Linked DNA regions of Mus musculus: region 1 is linked to region 2. A link is a contact called in public Hi-C data. All regions are on one chromosome and are shown on one strand. The core of a region is the stretch at or near the end of the contact, and the rest is flanking DNA. Distances in the headings are between cores, read along the strand shown.

The links. A called contact is a pair of places that touch in the nucleus more often than the background predicts.
Region 1: a Hi-C map of uterus shows a contact between it and region 2, with 4 times the contacts expected there. The contact joins two enhancer-like sites. A contact is called at or near these places in 2 of 15 datasets of contacts at CTCF or cohesin (large pre-B cells and pro-B cells), 28 of 484 Hi-C or Micro-C datasets (the C2C12 cell line, the HL-1 cell line, Th1 cells and 21 more) and 1 of 115 datasets of contacts at active chromatin or transcription factors (astrocytes).

What each region holds. Positions count from the first base shown.
Region 1 is chr14:72,998,872-73,005,679 of GRCm38.p6, reverse strand. No RefSeq gene overlaps it. Among named protein-coding and RNA genes, the nearest start is that of Gm41208, 12 kb to the left of the region's middle. Within about 2 kb of position 5,204, at least 12 of the 459 cell types and tissues checked have an H3K27ac peak or open chromatin away from gene starts, as enhancers often do. A contact at or near this core is called in uterus, where this site is marked.
Region 2 is chr14:72,385,056-72,392,091 of GRCm38.p6, reverse strand. No RefSeq gene overlaps it. Among named protein-coding and RNA genes, the nearest start is that of Gm9195, 73 kb to the left of the region's middle. Within about 2 kb of position 2,156, at least 27 of the 459 cell types and tissues checked have an H3K27ac peak or open chromatin away from gene starts, as enhancers often do. A contact at or near this core is called in uterus, where this site is marked.

The DNA of each region.
Region 1 (6,808 bases), core at 3,955-6,454, 610 kb before region 2:
CTGATTTCTCTCGGCAGAAGGAAGCCTAGGACGTTCTTATGCCTCCTGATAGCCAGAGCTGTGCTGAGCAGGCTTAGGATAGCTCACACCCATGGAAGATACCCAGGTCCTAGCAAGTTTGCAACAGTTTGTCAATATAGGGCTCATCAAGTTTGGCTATGGATGCCTGCTGGGTAGGAGATAGAAACAGAGCAAACACTTCCCATCATCTGAAGTAGGAAAGAGATGAAAACTGTTGGAGAGCCACTGAAAGGCAGATTTTCTGTTAATTCCAAATAAAGTGTTTGACTCAACAACTGTTCTCTGAGCAGATTTCGGATGTTGGGGATTGGTACCACCCTGGTCGAGGGCATTATATCAGACTCACCCCAACTGTGCAGTGTCTGATTCACCTCACTGATGACTTGAAAACCAAGCAGAATCTTTCCTGTGCACACGGGCACATGCTTTCGGTGAGCACGAAGCTGCCTCAGTCCGTCGTACTCCTGTGTTACAGGCTTGAGTTGCTGCCTCGAAAATCAGGATGAGACAAGGTTGCCTCCCGACCCCAGCATCTCTTTATAAGTAAGTCCACAGGAAGCTGTGCTCACTGAATATCTGGGTCAGGACTATCTTCATAATGTAGTAAAATGCTATTTAAAGTTTTTACTCCTATCCCTTCCCCATGTGTGCTAGAGTTTCCCAGAGACTATGTGTTGTGTGGTACCATGACAGGCCGAGATCCAAAACATATGCACCAATCCTGATGTCTTCCACATAAACAGACACTAAGTACATGCGTGTTCACTTATTTATTTGTACATGTATGAGCACGTGCCATGGTGTGTTTATGGGTGCCAAAGGACACCTTAGAGGAGTGGTGTCCTGCCACTATGTGGGTAAGGGGAATTAGACTCAGGTCATCAGACTCAGAGGCAGGTGCCTTTACCTGCTGAGACATCTCTCACTGACCCAAATGTTTGCCAAAAGGATAAACATTAGTGTACAAAAATGAAACATTCTGTCACAATGCATGTTTTATCTCGAAGACAGCTATTTGTTCTTAAAAATATGGTTTTCAGACATCCTTACTATACATATACAGCTTAAGTGAAAATTTTCCACTAGGGATGACAGTATTCCCCTAAGAGCCATAGGCTATCTAATACCCCGACCGCCAAGCCAGGCATTAGCAACCCCTTACTAATTGTTGCAGATGAGCTGAAGAGACTCAGAAAACATTGTAGGTTATTGCTACTGCCCTTAGTTGTCTCCCAGAGGTTTAAGGTAAGTTCTTATTGCTAAAGACACCATGCACTTCAGACACAGGACCTGGAGGGCTCCACCTGGATCTGACCTGAAAATTTCCACCCTGAGGGCTCACTTCCATGGCACCAGAAGGCTATGCAAGCTTCCAAGGAGGGGTGGGAGAGGAATGCAATCAATAGACCTACCTCGCTATGAAGCTTTAAGAACTACAACAATGACCACCATGGCATGATAACCCTGAGGATGTAGCAGTGGCATGCACACATTGGTGGTAACAACAGCTCTCTCTATTGGAATTAAGGCCTGCTCGAATAAGAGGGAATGCAAGCCTGGTACTGGAATCCTAGCTAACGACCAGGGACTACTGAGGTCATGGATCTCAGAGGAGAACCCCCCCCCCCCTTTTACTAAACTAGAATAGTTCTTCCCTGCACGCTAAGCATTTATCCTTATACCCACAGAGAAGTGTGGATCTCACTCCTCAACAAAGAAATATCTCTTTGCAGCGATAGACAATAATCCCCACAACTCATCAAAATTCAGCACAAAAGTGATTGTGGTACCGGCCCCCACTGATCCCTCTACAACACAACTCCGGCACCCGAGGCTTACAAAACATTGCAGAAGAGAGCGTGGAAAGATGGCAAGAGCTAGAGAACCATGAAGTCCATTATGAGATTATGTCTCCTAAAACTGACAGGGAAGCTATACCCATGAACTCTCAACAGCATGGCCGTTTACATAAGACTTGAACAACAGACATGCTAACAAGGAAGGAAAGTGACTTAGTTCAAAAGGAGACTTCTGGGACCCTGCTTCAGTCCTAGGCACCCTGGTTGCAGTGAGCGTCTGCAAGTGGGTGGGGGTGGGGAAGACTGGGCTAGCCACCGGCTACTCGCCTCTGCGCTCGCCTCTGATTGGTCCAGGACGGACTGCTCTTTAGGTTGAGCGATCTCCAGTATCACCTCCACCTTACCAGATCTGTGGATTCTTCTGATGACAACTAAGCTTGTAAATAACTACACGATGGTGCCTTCAAGAGTTAGCCCTCGGGAGGGGGGGGGGATTTTACGTAGTGAGCAGCTCCATTCCACCTCAACTCCAGGCTCCACCCCCGCGTCATTCTTCCACTCACATTAAGACCCACCTTTCCTCACTCCTGTCATCAGAGAGGAAAAACCTAGCTATGGATTCAGGCACTTGGACCTACAATCTGCCAGTTTGTTTAACCTCCTGGGTCCCATTCTTCTGTATTTTAAAATGCAAATATTAATATTTCCTTCCTGAGTTGTCAAGGGTGAAACGAGATAGACGTAACAGAAGCGCTTGGCACAAGGCTGAAGGGTGGTGGGTTCTGTTTTTATGTTTGTTTGTTTTTATTCTGTTCTGCAGAGAAGCTGCCACCTGTGGGCCCCAGGTTTCAAGAAATTAATCATTGCTACTGCCTGCATCTTGAGCTGCAAGGGTCCTTACTACAGCCCTGGTTTTCCTTCAGCTCCCTTGATGGAGGTGTGGTTCCCAAAACTTGGAAGAGAATTATCCACACCATTGTTTCCTTAAAGACCATTACAAGGGTGTGATGGATCAGTGGGTAATGGTGCTTGCTCCTAAGTCTGGAAACCTGAGTCCATCCTTAAAGAGAAGAGAACAGACAACATGGAGGCTGTAGTATGTGCCCCACCCCATCAATCAATCAACCAATCAACCAATCAATCAATCAATGCAAAAAAAAAACCCTTTAAAAAGCATTATTCCTTAGAGCACTTGCAGGTTCACTGAAAACTGAGCACGGAGAGTTTCATCTAACGCCTGTCCCTGGTGCTGGCTTTCTCCACTGTCAAGCGCCTGCACCACAGTGGCACATTTGTCACCACAGCAGATTGTCTTAGGTGGAATTTCCATTGCTGTGAAGAGACACCATGACCAAGACAACTCTTATAAAACACAACATTTAATTGGGGCTGGCTTACAGGTTCAGAGGTTCAGTCCACATCAACAAGGTAGGCTGAATGGCAGTGTCCGGGTAGACATGGGGCCAGAGGAGTTCTTCATCTTGCTCTGAAGGCAAACAGGAGAAAGACTGGCTTGCAGGCAGCTAGGAGGAGGGTTTCAAAGCCCACCCTGACAGTGACACACTTCCTCCAACAAGGCCACACCTAGTCCAAGAAGGTAACATCTCCTAATAGTGCCACTCCCTGGGCCAAGCATATTCAAACCACCACACAGATCATCACCCAGAGTCCAGAGTTCACACTAGTTAGGATTTTTTTTTTTTCAGTTTCGTTACTTGTTTATTCCATGTGTGTACATGGTCCTGCCAAGGCCAGAGCACATCAGGTGTCATTCTCAGGTGTCACCCACCTTCTCTGAGACAGGATGATCTGGTTGATCAGGAGGTCATCAATTAGGCTGGATCGGCTGGCTGGTGAGCCACAGCGATCCTCTGTCTCCACCCCTTAATACTACAACTGTAAGTGGGAACCGCCACACTTGGGTATCAAACTCAGGCTAACAAATGAAGCAAGTGCTGTAACAATGGATTTGTCTTCCACCAGACTTTGAGGTTGGATCTTATGCTATAGCCTGGGCTGGACCTGAACTTCTGATTTTCCTGTCTGTCACCCAAGTTTATCACCATATCTAACTCATCAAAAGAGTCTGCAAGTGCTAAACTGGATTGGTGTCCCTGGAGGAACCTGAGTTGGCACAGATACTGCCCAGAGTGGAAGGAGAGTTAGCATGCTCTCTCCAGCTTGATGCGATCATCCAGTCTCATCCTAGGGATCCCAAGGTGGGAAGGACCAGCTCTGAGAGAACAGATCTCGAGAGTGGGTTGAGAAGCAGGAACCCTGCTGGCATACCTTCAGGGCAGCTGAGCTGGGCCAGGGTCATGGAAGGTCTCATTGCCATTACCTAGGCTGTGGGAATGACGCGTGACACATTTGGTCGTGTTGATTAGCACACAGGGGCAAGCATAAGTCCAGCAACCTCGGGCCAGGTAAAGACTTTCAACTGAGGAGTAGTGGGATGGGGCATAGGAGTAGAGGTACTCTGGCATCCTCAGGGAGGGGCGGAGAGTGTCTGTGGTCTTCTCAGGAGGAGGTCTGGCCTCAGCGGGCCGTTGAAGGAGGCAGAAACAGTAACCAAGGTTACCCAGCCTGTGCTGCATACTGGGAGGTGTGGTGGCCAGCACCTGGCTGATCCGATTTAATCTTTGTAGCTCTGAGAAGCAGACACATGGGTTACTCCAGCTTTATTGGAGAAGAAACAAATTTTAATTTTGTCCCCATCCACAAAAACTAGCAAAGAAGACATCAAATCCGTTCAATCACTCGTTCATTCATTCATTGCTTTGTCTACGACAGAGTCTTGTATATCTTAGGTTGGCCTCTAATTCAGTATGTGGTCGAGGATGACTTCCAACTCCTAATCCCTCTGCTTTTAACCACCCAGGTCGTGGGATTTTAGGCACGAGCCACCACATCCGGTTTACTCAGTGCCATGTTAGACAAGTACCCAGCAACAACTCTTTTGCTGTTGTCGTTTGCATTTCGGAAACTCTCAAAATGAGGCACCTGAGACATGGAGAGGATTGTTTTCCTTAAATAAGGGATTATCTATCGCATTCCCATCCCCGATCTTGGTTTCTTGGGCAGGTCCGTCTGTTCATCGTCTCGTCCTCCTCATTTGGTTTAAGACAACTATCATAAAATAAAAAGACTCTCAGCGTAGAGGAGTGAGAGGATCTCGTGGGTGCGCGATGTAGTGTTTGATTACTGTTAAGGAGTCCTGCTGAAAGGGAAAAAAATCAGTTTACTAATTACAAATAAGTCTGGGCTCAGGTGGAATACCAGACACCAACACTAGGGGGAGCTGTGGGGCATTCTTGTGCCTCTCATCTTTTTTTTCCCAACCCTGTGGCTTTGGGCAGAGGCTCCTGAGACAAACTCCACAGATCTTGGCCTCCAGCCCTTGCTGGATTGTGTTGGAGCCCGAGACTGGCTTGTTGTCATTAATACAATTTGTTTCATAAACTCTGTTTGTTCGTTCGTTCGTTTGTTTGCATTTCAGCGAGCCTCAGAATGAGACCCTGGAGGCACGGCAAGGAGTGCTTTTCTTACTGAAGGCATTATTTATCACAGTATCCTTATCTGAAGTGATGATTCTCATTCTCCAAATTGAATTTAATTAATTTTCATATTTCAAGAGCTTGATAGCTGCTAGCCATATCCCCTTTGCCAGCAGCTTCTGAAAAAAAAATCACTGTCTTTTCTTTGACATCCTAACATCGTGAACACACCCCTCTGGAGTAAACTAATAGATATGCCAGGCCACACCGAAGAATTCTCTGGTCAAAGGTGAGTCTCTCAGTAAAACACAGCCCAGGAGTTTGCAGCCAACAGACCGAGACAGTGGGAAGGGGGGGCTATTCCAGGCAGGAGATAGATACCTTTCTTTTTCTTACATTCTGGAAAGTGGTCTGAGAGAGACCCCAGAGCAGAAGTAGATGCCACTCAAACAGTTCCATCAAGGTAGAAGGCCCTTTGTGTAGGGTCTAGCCAGGGCCTTGCATGTGTGTCTTTTAGACATTGTTATTGGCTCAGGAACCCCCCAAGACCAAGTTCTCAGCACCAAGGAGATTTGTCTGTCCCACAGGGACAGAGGGCAGGGAATGAGAGACAAAGAGGAGGAGGAGAAGGGGAAGGAGACAAATGAGAGGGGAAGGGGTATTTGTTCTGGGGAACAAAGGACTGCCTCTGGTTAGAGAGGAGACAGACATGGCCCATAGGAAAGTGGTGGTTTATAAAGGTAAAGGGGGAAACCCTGTTTTAGGATGAGGTGTTTAATTGTAACTGGGCATATTAACTACATGTGTCAAAAGGGGGCTTTTCATTACTGGATTTCCAATACCTTGAGAGCTGAACCTTGGCAGTCAGCCTCAGGAGGAAGAAATGGCTAAATAAGGGAATGGTCCTTGATGGCTAGCTTTAGGAATAGAATTCTTTTTTTTTTTTTTTTTTATTGGCAAGGCAGAGAGAACAAGGGAGAAGATCAAGGCCTATCAGAGCCACATGCTCAAGGCCCTTCAGTATCCACGGGACCTTGCAAACCAATTTTCCATGTTTGTTTTCCAGTGTCTTAGAGGAAGTTCATGCCTGAGGCTGATGTCCACTCGAGTTTTGGCCCTTCAGACCTCCTCCCTGTCCAGGCCACGGCTTCTTCTGGCTAGCTGGGGCCTCAGGCTGTATCTAGATGTTTGGGCCTGGCCCAAGGGTTTCTAGTTTATTGATCATACAGCAGTATGTCCACAAATAGCATTAGCACAAGAGTAGTGTTATACAGTGTTCAAACCCGTAACTCACTGTACAGAGCTTGCATGTGCTCAGTGTGAGCCAGATTCTAGCTTTAACTCCTAGCAAAATATTCTCTCTCTCTCTCTCTCTCTCTCTCTCTCTCTCTCACACACACACACACACACACACACACATACACACACACACATTTGTGCACATGCACACACATGCTTTTACACATAGGAACACACACAATCATATACACA
Region 2 (7,036 bases), core at 907-3,406:
TGCTTTCTTATAGAACCCAAGAACACCAGCCCAGAAATGGCACCACCCACAATGGGCCCTCTCCCCTTGATCACTAATTGAGAAAATGCCTTATAGCTGGATCTCATGGAGGCACTTCCCCAACTGAAGTTCCTTTCTCTGGGATAACTCCAACCTGTGTCAAGTTGACACACAAAACCAGGCAGGATACTCGCTTTACCAGTATAGCCTCATGGAGTTATGCAACCAATGACCATGGAGAAGTCTGGGGAAAAAGAAGACGAGGAGGGAGAGGAAGGTTGGTTTCTTGCTCTGAATCTGCAATGGCATGATGTAATAGCTGTGACCATTATGACATCCCTGTCCCAGAGCTCTGGACCTGTCATTGTTAACATAACCATGTCAATTTTTTTTTTGACATTCAGAAAAGATGTTGTCATTGATGCTGGAGAACCACACAGTCAAGTTACAACAACAATACACACACACACACACACACACACACACACATTCCCTTCATAATACTTTATGTACATTTATAAATTTGAGTTGGTCTGTATTACTAGCTATCTTTAGCCAAATGTGGCCTATGGGCTGGGGGTTGGACATGCCCTTGACCAAAGGAGCCATAGGACATCATGGCTTGAATACAAAAAGCCTCCATAGTCTCTGTGTTTGAATATGGTTCCCAGCTGGTAGCAATGTTCTGGAAGGCTGGGAGCCTTTGTGATTGTGGCCTGACTGGCAGATTTTAGTTGTTGGATATAGGTCACCAAGTTATATTGAATTCTTGTAACACCCTGAGGTTTCTACTACTTGATCCCCTAAGATATCACAGGCTACACAGCAAGCTCCCACCATCCCAAACTGAATTGCTCTAGTCACAGCAAGTATTCTACCAAGATGGTGCCCTATAAATCCTACACCTAGATAAACCTGTCTTCCTTTAAGTTGTGTCTGTCAGATGCCCTATCATGGTGATGAGAGAAGCACGTTACACTCTAGACTTTTGTGGTATGATGATGTTGGTCCTTTTTTTGCTGTATGTACCCCACTCTTTGCTGACATCCCTTCTGCTCAGAACTTGACCTGGAGGCAGGTCCCTGGCTTCTGCTCCACCCCCTCTGCTTACATCCTCCTCATCACTTGGATGCCTGCCTACACTAGGGGCTGCAGAATTGATAAGAAGAAACTTCTTTCTTGCACTGAGTGAACTGAGGCCTCGACCGCTTAAAGGTATAGTTGAGGAGAAGGTGTTTTATTGTAAATACAAGGGAGAGAACAGTCAGAGGCATCTACAAGAGTCCAGAGCAGGTGTGAGGGCTAAAGTTAACCTGTAAGCTTCACTTGCCCAAAGACTTCCTGGAATGCTGGCGGCTGTTGTTCATGTAAGATAACAAACCACGGGTTTTTACTTCATTAAGTAAGTAGGGTTGGTTGCCCAACTGCCCAGTCTGTGCTTGATCACACGCAGGTGGGAGATATATCGGCAGGAAGTACGTCAGTGAGTATGCTTGTCCCTGATTGGACAGAGGTGGGAAGTACGAGGCAGAGGAGGGAGAGAGCTATAGAGGGGACCAAGGGAGGGAGAGAGAGAGAGAGAGAGAGAGAGAGAGAGAGAGAGAGAGAGAGAGAGAGAGAGAGAGAGAGAGCAAGAGAGAGAAACCAAGAGAGAGAGAGAGAGAGAAACCAAGAGAGAGAGAGAGAGAAACCAAGAAAAAGAGCCAAGAAAAGAAAATGGTTATATAGAATGAGAAGCTAGGGGGAAGGAAGTGAAGCCCAAAGGCTGGACAAGTTTAAGTAGGAAGCTGGTGAGAAGAACTGAGGCTATAGGTACTGAGTGCATCTGGAAGCCAGTATGTGCTTTGGTATGCTAATAGGCACCACAGTTATCCCTCTGTTCTGAGTTTTTTTGGGACCTGATGCTAAGCAATTGCCTTTTCCCAGGGCATGTTGTAGGGAATCCACCTGGGATGGCACTTGCTCTCCAGCTCAGGCAGGGGGGCTGGGGGGGGGGGGCAGAAGTTGGGAAATTACCAGTTATTATTAGTGGTGAGATTTTCCTGAGAGCTTAGCAGAATTTCCCCATGGATTTGAGGCCCCTAGAGGCCCCAGGGCACTGACTGCTCAATTCCCAGAGTTCAGGCACAGATGGCCTCCATCAGCCATTAAGTGAGGGGAGGGGTTGTTACTCCATTGAGTCTGTGGAGAGATTTCCTGAGGCCTGGCCAAGCTGGCCAAGCTGGCCTGTATCCTGCTGGCAACTGTTTAGTGTAGAGGGGAGAGGCTGAGAAACAAGATGGGCGTAGCCTCTGAGCCTCATGGTGCAAATTCAGTTTTAATTTCAGTCACTCTGGAGCAGGGGTGAAGAGATGGGTCTTTATTAGCAGAATTTGTTGGGGATTAACCTGGTTGGGGTGGGGCACTTGGAGGGCACTTAAAATCAGTGCAGGGGCAGGGCAGCTTAGCATGTCAGGGTTGGGGAGAGACCTTATCAGGACACCACCTGCCTTGAGTAAAGGGCTCTGTTTGGAACAGGTGTCCTTGGGCCGAAAGCTATGAAGCCATCACTTCTCCAGATGCAAGTCTTCTGTTCCAAGTCTGCAGGGGAGCTCTCTGCAGCAAGCAGCCAGGCTGTCCAGACCCCAGTGGTTCTTCGGCTAGGGTGGCTTTTGCAGCTGTTCTCCTCTGGCTGTTGCTGGAAGCTTTAGCCTCTTACACATCCTTTCCAACTGAACAAATATGCTGCGACAGGAAGTAGGAACCAAGGTGGTCAGGTCACCAATGGAGTTGTCATGTCGGACTGCTGTGGAGCCCCACATTCCAAGTGAGTGGGAGAGGGAGCCACTCCATGTGCAATATGGGCCAGGGACTCACACCTGTCAAACCATCCTGAAAATTTCATTGCCAGTGGTGGTATCAGGAACTGGTTTTATGGTTTCAAATCACCTCCAAACCCAAAGATGATGATGACGTCACCCATAGGTGACAGGGACCCGAGCATCTGTTGTCATGGCAATAGCCATACATTCCAGCATCCATTTGGCTTACCTCCCACACATTTACCTGTGAGTGATTATATCACAGTCTAAATAAAAGGCAGACCCTCTTGAGCTTCACCCTCTCTTCTCTCTTTTCTCCCTTCGTCTCTGTCACCCCCCTTTAGTCCCCCTCTCCCACAATAAACCTCTCTCATGTGGAACTACATTGGCCTGGTATGGTCTGTGCAGAGTCACAGTTCTATTGCAACAGCCAGGGTTGTAGAAGCTCAAGGGCAAGTTGAAGTGAAGAAGGGAGGGAGGAGGAGAACTCTCCTCCTTCCTAGGAGGAGGGTTCTAAGGCTTTGTGGTGATTTTCTGTTACATCTTGGTTGAAGTTCAATGCCCAGATTAGCCACCTTTCCAGCTGTCAGAAGCTCACCCTGTTGATGATATTCAAATGTCATCTGAACATCATTTCCTCTCATCTTGGAATGGCCGTGCACATCTGGGATGGAGGCTGGGCTAGTAAGATGCAGTTTCACAAGTGAGTGACAGCAAAAATAATGTCTGACTCTTCTAATCCACTTCATCCCCCTCACTGTATAGCCACTAGGAGCTGTAGAATGGTGTTTTCTTTTTCTGCCCATGTGGTCACCTGGGGCCACCACAGGCTTGGTTCTGGGTCATAAACAGATTTCTAGCCTTTCTTTCAGAAATAGTGAGATGTTTGGGGCTGACCCTTTCATTTGGTAATCCTGTCGTAGAACCTGTGACTCAACTATTGCAAACATTGCCATTCCACAAGAGCAATCTGTATTATGAAAGCCATGTCCTGAGCCCTTTCTTCTCTGCTCCCTTCAAACCTGAGTTTAATTTAGAAAAGACAAAAGATGTCTGTCAACCAGTTCACATCTCTAATTTTCAGTTGCTGGAAAACTGCTGGGAGAGTATTTGCATGTTAGCAGACTGTGCTTAGAGCCTTGAAAACTCAAAGAAGGAAGGATCCATCCTCCTCTCCCCAGAGGCTCCTTACCACTTATCCTCCCAGTCAGCTCTAGTTCCCCTGCCTTCAAATATCAAAGAATTAGAATAGATAATGCTGCTTAAAGTGTAAAGTGTGGATTCTTACCCTAGTCTCTATAATCGTTTTATGAGACAAGAACCATCCATGTTACATCGTTAGAGATGGGGAAACTGAGGTGCTGGGGTAGTGAAATAAATACCTCTCACTAGGATCAGCCAGTCCTTTGGAGAAGTAGGATTTGAAGCCAGGCAATATGATGTCAGTATCTATCCATCCCTCCTCTTCAGCCTCCAGGTACTCCTTACCACAACCACCCCCATATAAACAGCCTTACATTGTTATAAGGAAGCTAAGGCTAAGAAGAGAGCTGAGGTGAAGTTTGCTTAAGGGTCCATTAGGGTGACTCCCTCCCAATCTCCCCTTTCTTCTCTTCTCTTCTCTTCTCTTCTCTTCTCTTCTCTTCTCTTCTCTTCTCTTCTCTTCTCTTCTCTTCTCTTCTCTCCTCTCCTCTCCTCTCCTCTCCTCTCCTCTCCTCTCCTCCCCTCCCCTCCCCTCCCCTCCCCTCCCCTCCCCTCCCCTCCCCTCCCCTCCCCTCCCCTCCCCTCCCCTCCCCTCCCCTCTCTTCTCTTCTCTTCTCTTCTCTTCTCTTCTCTTCTCTTCCCAGGCTTTGTCAGGGGATGTACCTATAGGTTCCTGACAAACAGTCTCTAAGTCCCTTGTCTGGCTCTTGATGAAGCTGAGAATCATGAGGAGAAAGACTAGGTCCATGATTGTCCAGCAAGTTGTATTTTGGAGTGTACCTGGGACTGGCCAGCTGGCTGTCTCACTCTAAGCCTGGAATTGAGAGAGCAGCTCCTGCTGGCCTCTTGAAGGCTCTTGTATAGGAGAGCTAAAGGTGTTCACAGGGCTGAGATAGTTGAGTGTTATACATTGTTAGAAATAATGAAAGGCAAGGAACAGGAGTTGAGGATATATATCATATGAGTGTGGTCTTAAGCGGTTCACATCAGACCTAAGAAACAGAAACTTATTCTTAATTACAAATAGAAACCTTAACTTGCAAGAACTTAACACAGGATAAACAGGAACTTATTCTTAGCTGTCTTAACTTCAATAGAACCCTTACCCAGCAGGGTTTTATTTTTCCCATTTTGATCTCATACACTTACACAATCCTGCCTCTGACATCAACACATACTGATATCTGTGCACCAGACAGCCGATTTCTAATTCACAGGTTTCCTCCCAAGTCATCTAGATAAAAATGAAGTAATAAACTAGATGTGGGGGGGGGGCATGTCTATAATCCAAGCACCTAGGAGGTCAGGCAAGAGTTCAAGGGGACCCTGAGCTACATAGTAAGACATTGCCTCAAAAAGCAAGGGCTGTGGCCTCAGCTCAAGGTCAGAGCACTTACTTAGCAAGCACAGGCCCTGGGCTGAATCCACAGCACCACAGATACAGAGGAAAGCTAAACAACACAACTTGAAACAAATGGTGTGATACGCAAGGGATCAAAACACATTTAGGGGCTGGAGAGATGGCTCAGTGGTTAAGAGCACTGACTGCCCCTCCAGAGGTCCTGAGTTCAATTCCCAGCAACCACATGATGGCTCATAATCATCTGGAATGAATGGGATCCTATGCCCTCTTCTGGTGTGTCTGAAGACAGCAACAGTGGACTCACATAAAATAAATAAATCCTTTTAAAAATGCATTGTAGATGTTGGATGTGTTGATGTTACGAAATTGATGTCTGTGTCTTCTGTAGAAGCTGCCCTCCCCTCACGGCATGGAAATGAACCCTCTGTGAGTGACAACTGTGGCTGTGGATGGAAACCGTGTGTGTGTGTGTGTGTGTGTGTGTGTGTAAAACAAGGCAGTAATTCAGGTGAAGAGAGTGAAGAAGAGAGAAAGCCAAGTTCCCAGATCTGTGACCAATGCTCTGGGAAGTTGTTTCTATGAGTTCAGTGATAGGGTTGGTGTCAGAAGTCTGGATTCCAACTCTTAAGCTAAGGATAGTGTGACAGATACCAAGAAACCCTGATGCCTAAAAAGAACTGCCTATGGCAGAAAGAAAAATGAAGAAGAAGAAGAAAAGGCAACTTCTTAGTTATGGACCTCTTGAGAATATGGCAGTAGCCACATATCCTTCCAGGGTTCCAGGTATGTTCGAGGTATAGTGCCACCCCAGTCCTGCACTGAAGATATTACTGTTCCTCCTTCATGAGGCCCAAGAGCATCTGGGTTGTGATATTTGCTCTGGGGCTTAGCTGGGACCTCCTCTGTCTTTCTCCATCTCTGTCTCTGTCTCCGTCTCTCTGTCTCCGTCTCCGTCTCTCTGTCTCCGTCTCCGTCTCCGTCTCCGTCTCTCTGTCTCCGTCTCTGTCTCTCTGTCTCCGTCTCCGTCTCCGTCTCCGTCTCTCTGTCTCCGTCTCCGTCTCTCTGTCTCCGTCTCTGTCTCCGTCTCTCTGTCTCTCTTGTCTTGAGAAGCTGGTTGGCAGTGGAACAGAGAAGAGCGCTGGATACCAGAGGGATTTCCTGTGAGCGATCCCTAGAGACTACAGACTGCATATTTTGTCTATTGTTGGGTAACTTTGGAGGAGCAAGTAGTACTGAGGCATGGGATGAGAGGGGCCTGAGAGGACGGGTTCTCTAAGCACAGGCTTCCATCCACTCTGCCTGCTCCCCTCCCTGCTTGCCCCTCCCTGCCTTCTGAATCCCAGAGCTTCCCAGCGATCTAGCTGCAAATTGCCTCTCATTTCTTTCTGATCTTCTTCTCACCAGGGCTTAAGTTGCAAGACTCCCTGATAAATCAGTTGTCATTCTTACCTTGGCTTTGAGCAGATTTATTAAGTCTAATTGACGTGTGAGAAGGCACACGTTTCAAGTCTGTCTGCAAGATGCTTTGGTATGCGTTGTTTTTGACATGTGCGCCTGTGAAACCACAACCACCATCAAGGTACTGAGCATGCCCATCACCTAGGCAGCTTTGGGACTGCCTCCTGTTTCTTTTGTGTCTTCTCTCTAGGCATCCCCAGACCTGTTTTCT